2 separate regions of the Salmo salar genome follow, and region 2 is linked to region 1. A link is a contact called in public Hi-C data. All regions are on one chromosome and are shown on one strand. Each heading gives the region's core, a stretch centred on a gene start, on an enhancer-like site or on the middle of the called end of the contact. The rest is flanking DNA. Distances are from core to core; before and after follow the strand shown.

Region 1 (3,354 bases), core at 27-2,526:
AAAGGTGAATGTAAGTATTGCTCATCATTTCAAATAGGCTACATGTCATATTAAACAGCATATAAACACCGGAAAGCAGGAAAGCAGGACAGCAGCGGAAAATATCCTCTCTACACTTGCAGAACCACTGGGGACCCTAAACACCCTTTTAGCCACTCTTGCCAGGGTTTTATGAAAAATGACCCAATCAATAAATTACACAATGAAAATGGGACAATATTTTCATGTTGCACATCTTTTAGTTGTCTCAATGTATAGTTGGTTCGAGGTTTTGAAATCATTGAAATTTGGAGCTATTGACCTTTTAAAAAGTATCCCATGTATATTGTGTAATTTACTGATGGTCCCTAACTAGCCCATAGGGATATCATATGTCACACCAAATTTACCATGGGTATTATGATCAGAATGGTCATTTGCATCTGTGCTCAGAATATAAGATTACTTGGGTGCTGCCAGCTGTGGGCATGAGGGAAGAATTCTATAAACCCAACCCACGGAAAAACGTACAATACCCTTCATTCTGTGACACCTTGTTTTCGTATTATTTTGCAAATCTCCGTTTTGGATGAGACCGACTTTATGACCAAAATTATCATATTTACACTGTAGTCAATTTTGACAGTAGAATACATGTTTCTTACTCATAGCAATGCCACATATTACATTTTCAAAACGAGAAGTTGCTTTTAGGTGCATTCGCTCTTGAAGTCAGCCGTTTTCAAAACCTCAATAGGAAAAATTATTCAGCGCAGATATACGACTAGACTTCCGTTGTTTAGACAATATTATATACCTGTTGTATTCAGTGCATGTGACAAATACAACTGATTTGATTTGAATAAAATAAAGTAACTTCTAATGTCCAAACTACAATGTAAAATGGCACATGTGGAAAGTCACTGGTAGACTTGGCCCTACATTTAGAGACACTTGTGAATCTTAAAAATGTGATTCATATTTTTCTTCATGCTCGTTAACCAAGAACATATTAGATGAGGTTGCTGGTGCTCGGGTGGCCAATGTGTTGCGCAGTCCTTGTGGATTCTCAGGGGCCTACAGGCCATATAAATCAAAGTGTAGGTCAACATTCCCCTAAAATATTTAAAAAGTCCTTTAATAAAAATGTAAACACGCCAAATCTAATAAAATCACTTTTCTAAACATAAGGCCAAAATATCATTTTTGTTGTTGTAAAACACAGGCAGACCATAGAGCTGAATTTGAATGGTCTGGAATGTTACGCAGCACGAGAAGGATACCCAAGGATCATCCCCCCTCCCAACGCCCACGCACGCGAGAGGGGGGAGAAAGTGCTTTGTCAATGTGGACAGACGACGCTGGGAGCGGCAGAGATTGAAACAAAGTTTACGAATATCTCTCTCGGAATAAACAAAAAAAAACTGATCTGTTGGATTGTAAACATTGTTTCAATACTCCCTTCGTCGTGGACGGGGACACTGAAATACAGTAAGTCACGTCGCTACTTTGTAACCCTAACCCTGTGTGGCACTGCTGAACTCGAATGACAACCGTTGCGTCGCTGAGATAGCAATAGCCGTGACTTGAATATCGTCTTCTATGCAACAAGTTGTGGTCTTGAATGGGGTTTTAACTGAAGATATTCAGTTCCAATATTTACACGCTATAGCTACATAGCACGTATAGTAGCCTAGTTAAGCATTAAAAAATAATAATAATTGCAGGCAACTTTCTTCGTTTTCTATGCGCTATGGTGCTCGAGCCAATATTCACAGTCGTTGTGATTCCCTGGTCTACCGTTTGGTAAGAAAAGATCGAAAATTGACTTACGCACATTTTTATTTTAACGTTGTCTACCGAAGATTACAGCTACGATTTGGTTAATTCAAGGTCCAGGAAGCTATAAAACATAATCCTAGTACTAGTGAGAAAAAATAAAATACAAATCACAGTTGACCAATTTTTGCATTAATCCGCAGCCACGGCCTAAATTATTTTGGATGAAATAAATGTATCCTAGTCTACATGTGCTTTCCAAGAAATGCAGGATTTGCCCACACTGTAACTCATAAGAGACATACATTACCGATCATTTTCCTGTTTTTGGAGAATCAATAATCAGATACTACTAGCCTAGATTGCAACATGCACTCTCTATTTTTGTAAAAACCGATAAACAGTAATGTAGTTTTGAGTTTGCCCCTTGTCTGGGTGGTGAAGACCGTTATGATAGCCTCACCACAACATCATTTCACCTTCTGTGATTTCTAGTCAATAATTGTTGTTTTTGTGCCTCAAAAGTTTCTTCTTAATTTTTTTCATCTTTCAGACTTTCAACCCTTAATGCATTTTAGCGCTGACATTTTTGGGGAAGTAGTTAACCATGATGGTAAGACTGGCCCTTCACCTGGTTGCAACATACGCTGTCTGCCTGTCTGTGTGTCTGGTTGCGTCAGTCTGGGGAGATCCCTGCCTCATCATCAGTGAAGTCAACGCAGACAACCCCAAACTGGACACCACTGAGTTTGTTGAGCTCTACCACACCAGCGGCCAGAGGGCCTCACTGGAAGGCTACACCCTGGTGTTCTACAATGGAAATGGCAACATAGCCTACAAAGTACTGGACCTGAAGGGCCACACCACAGATGACCGGGGCTTCTTCCTGGTTGGCTCGGTGGACATGCAGCCAAAACCGGCCATCCCCCTCCCACCCAACACCGTCCAGAATGGCCCAGACGCCATCGCACTCTACCACACGTCTGCGGCACGCTACGGGGAGAAGATGAACGCCACAGCCGTGGGGCTGGTGGATGCCATCGTGTACATGACGCGGCGGTCCGGGGGCGCAGAGGTCCTGGCTGAGACGTTGACCCCTGGGGAGTCGGCCTTCGTGGAGGACGAGGGGGCCCACGAGGGGGATGAGTCCATCGAAAGGTGCCTGATCTCTGGGGAAAGCTGGGGCTTCCAGGTGGACCTGCCATCACCTGGCCAACGCAACCGCTGCATCCCCCCTGATCCCAGCACTGCCACCACGCGTATCAGCGAGCTGAAGCTGGGAGGGGGGCAGGTGGACGGGTTTGTGGAGCTAAGCGAGTCCCAGGCTGCAGGGCCTCTGGTGCTGCTGGTGCTGGACGGGCGGACAGACACGGTTAGCGAGAGTGTCGACGTGCACACCTCCAGGGAAGGCCTGATCTCCATCACCATCGACAAGAACAACATGAAAGGTCAGTGAACCTGTACCTGGAGGAGCTCCTACTGGTCTTCAGGGCTGAGAAAAGCTTCATATCTCTTCATTGGGAGGTCTTGCAGAGATTTCTATGAGTCGAGGAGCTGGACCTGTGTATTTTGTGTGTGAAATTATATCTACGCAAA
Region 2 (3,790 bases), core at 1,067-3,566, 180 kb before region 1:
CAACCAATATTAACACGTTTCCATTCGAAATTGGATATTAAAATGAAAATGTACAAATGTAAAGAAAGACTGAGATTGAAATATTGTGAAATGCAAATCAAGTTAGAAACGTAACAAAAATGATTAAAGGCAGAACAGATGATGACTTCGTGATCTGAAATAGGCCTATATGATAACAGTTGATAAAGAGAGATTGACATAGCTTGAGAAAATTCAATAATTAAAACAAAATGACACTGCTTTCACCCCATCATAGCTTCATTAAAATCAATTTCGCACACAATTTCACAGCAGAGCCAATTTCATTTCACCCCAACCTACAATGTTAATGTATGGGTGCATGCGCATGTCTGTCTGTGCACATGTGTGTGTTCTACATACTATTAATGAGGATATCAATCCTGCCCAGCTCTTTCAGCGTCTCGTCCACTGCAGCGGAGATGGTCTGGGGCTGTCGCACGTCAACGGTCAGAGGGAGACAGTGGCGTCCCGTCGCTGCCATCAGCTTCTTAGCAGCCTGGAAGAAAACACAGACTATACATCAGCATGATAAATCAACATTTATTCAACGTTTATTCAACATTAAATCAACATCGTTTTTTTGTTTGGTCTACTACACAATATAAGGGTAGCGACCTCTGTCAGCTTTTCCAAGTTTCTGCTGGCAATCACTGTGTCACAGCCGTGCCTGAAAGAGACAAAAGGTGAGAGGTTAGGGGTGAGGGGCATGATGTTCCGTGTGTGATGACATGCGGCATAAGGTTTTAGTTGTCTCTAATGGTGGTTTGCGGATGACACAAGGAAGCTATAGGTAGAACACAGTGGCATAAGGTGAGCCGTCCCAGGTGTAGGCAGGGTACAAGGCCATGGGAATGTGATAGATGAGGGGTGAGGGGTGCAGGGACATGTCAAGTGAAAGGTGCAAGTTTAAGGCTGAGATCATGTGGTGTACTGAGAAGCCAAAGGTGACAGAGGCATCATTCAAGGTCTTAGGTGAAGAGTAATATGCTCTATAGGTAAGAGAAGATAGGCAGACACAGGCAGTGATAACCCAACCAGAGGGTTAAAGTACAGTCTCAGGGAGCATGGAGTAGTACGTCAAGAGACTCCAGGTACAGTACCTCATGAGCACTTCAGCTATGCGCAGTCCAATTCCAGTTCCCCCTCCAGTTATGAACGCCACTTGGTCTCTGTGAAAAGATATTGTTAAAAAATGATGTTAAGTACCAGTATTATACAAAGCGCCCTATGTCTGTCATCTTTTCCTATTACATCACTTATGGTGATAACATGTCCCTATAAAATCTACTGGCCATTGCTTTTGTTCCAAATGAGAATGCACAGCTCAAGTACAGTTGGTACGTTAAGGTTGTATTTCCACTTACTTAAGTAAATCTGGACTGTAAATGTGAGTGTATGAAGTCATGCAGTCATCTGTGTCTACATCCTCGGGCAACTCTCCCACCCTCTGTGGCTCTGCCATACTGATGTTCCAAAGGTGCCTGGCTGTAACAAAAATATTCATTTATTACACTTCTAAGGCACACTTTGTGCAATGTAGCAATCGCTGGGATATAGACTGCATTGCAGACTGCATTGCAGACTGAAGATGCATGGAAGAATTTAAAGTTGACAAAGGTCAAAGATTTTTTTATAACCCAAAGATAGACCACAGCCAATCGTTTCCAATGGGAGCAAATGAATCATAGTAGGCAGAACAAGCACGAGCTAACGAGATCCTACTGGCGCGTTCTAGCATGTATTTGCATATTTCGGTTAGAGAACGCTTAGTCTGAATCTCAATTCGCCCTTGCACTACAAAACAACGGAATTTGTTTTGAAACTTTGGCAAAAAGTAGTATGTTCGTAACATATTTTAGTTTTGGGAACAGAACACTGTATTGAGATCAAACGTTTCATCGATGAGAAAATTTGCAGAATGTCGTCCAAAATCCATCTCGCTCCGTCTTCTCCCACTGCCGGCCACTGGGCTTCCTCTCATCACCATATTTGGTGTTGATTGGAAACTCCAACCGGATGCTTCAGATTTCTACATCCGGTAAAACATCTGGCTTATTGTTCTATCTATGGTAAAGTTGCACTCACCGAAAGTGTTGTTGTGTTTTTTTCTGTTGTAAGCGTTTGCTCTGTAATGACACCGACGCACAAATGTCTCTCGACGACCAAATGCACTCTGTTGCAGATTAACTTCACAAATTGCGACTGAAGACGTTTACAAATTCACTAAATTGTCAAACAGCAAATTTGCTCTCTGGTCATGAAAATACTGTACCTTGAACCTATTTTTTGTGAAACGACAAGTGCATTTTGGGATATGTAGTTCAAGAGGGGTCTGTTCAAGAGCGCAAACGTCATACTCATGCTGTCATTCTGTACAGGAGTTTCCCATCCATGCAGAGGATAGAAAATGTGTTCTTTGCTTATTCATAAAAATGCTGGGATAGAATATCTAGTGTTGTTTTTTTCTGTTGAGATGCTTAAACTATACTGAAACAATTTATATATATATATATATATATATATATATATATATATATATATATATATGCAATATGCAATAATTTAATAATTTTTACTGAGTTACATTTCATATAAGGAAATCAGCCAATTGAAATGAATTCATTAGGTTCTAATTTATCGGTTTCCCATGACTGGGCAGGGATGCAGCCATGGGTGGGCCTGGGAGGGCAGTCTGAAGTGCTGGTGTGCAATAGTCTGTGAAGTGCCCTTGCACTACTAAACATCACCATTTAAAAAAAAAACTTCAGCAACAATTAAAGTCTACTAAACTTAGTCCACTATGTTCGTAACACATTTACCAAGACTGGACAGGGGCGCAGCCATGGGTGTTAGTTTTTTTCCACAAAAGGGCTTTATTACAGACAGAAATACTCCTCAGTTTAATTTCGGTGACTGGTCTCAGACAATCCCGCAGGTGAAGAAGCCAGATGTGGAGGTCCTGGGCTGGCGTGGTTACACTTGATCTGCGGTTGTGAGGCCGTTTAGACGTACTGCCAAATTCTCTAAAACGATGTTAGAAGCGGTTTATGGTAGAGAAATGAACATTAAATTCTCTGGCAACAGCTCTGGGGGACATTCCTGCAGTTAGCATGTCAATTGCACACTCCCTCAAAACTTGAGACATCTGTGGCATTGTGTTGTGTGACAAAACTGCACATTTTAGAGTGGCCTTTTATAGTCCCCAGCACAAGGTGCACCTGTAATGACTACACTGTTTAATCAGCTTCTTGATATGCCACACCTGTCAGGTGGATGGATTATCTTGGCAAAGAAATGCTCACTAACAGGGATGTAAACAAATTTGTACCCAAAATCTGTGAGAAATAAGCTTTTCGTGCGTAGGGAAAATTTCTGGGATCTTTTATTTCAGCTCATGAAACATAGGACAAACACGTTACGTTTACATTTTTGTTCAGTATACAAATGCCTCAAGGCTCACTCAGACATTATAGACATGTTTCTAAATTCTACCTCAAGGCAAGAATGAATAAATCACTGCAGAACCTTCAGATAAGATACAGAAACAAAAAGGTAATTGTTCTCATTGTCAAAAGTGTTTCAGTAACACCATATTCTAGGTGGCCATTAAAGAATATAAAGCATTTATTAAATGTATCTGTGCATGTTTAGGGAGAGCAATAACAGTGTCTCTTTTATGGCCCTTAATAACCATATGTAAAAGTCTTTCTGGTATTCCACTTCACAAAACATTACCTGCTTTTCCAAATCAGAGGGATGAGGAAAACCC

The links. Hi-C and Micro-C count contacts between places; a contact is called where the count stands out from the background.
Region 2: a contact with region 1 is called in a Hi-C map of muscle, with 5 times the contacts expected there. The contact joins the promoter of decr2 here to the promoter of si:ch211-183d21.1 in region 1. A contact is called at or near these places in 2 of 3 Hi-C or Micro-C datasets (gill and muscle).

The regions. Positions count from the first base shown.
Region 1 is chrssa19:57,402,453-57,405,806 of Ssal_v3.1, reverse strand. si:ch211-183d21.1 reads left to right here and starts at 1,276. Exons shown (of 12, transcript XM_014158899.2): 1 at 1,276-1,470; 2 at 2,312-3,206. The coding sequence starts at 2,366.
Region 2 is chrssa19:57,586,579-57,590,368 of Ssal_v3.1, reverse strand. decr2 (2,4-dienoyl CoA reductase 2, peroxisomal) reads right to left here and starts at 2,316. Exons shown (of 8, transcript NM_001140899.1): 1 at 2,107-2,316; 2 at 1,386-1,506; 3 at 1,122-1,190; 4 at 637-688; 5 at 440-517. The coding sequence starts at 1,483. It overlaps LOC106579211 (retinol dehydrogenase 13), which reads right to left. Exons shown (of 7, transcript XM_014158897.2): 7 at 3,382-3,790.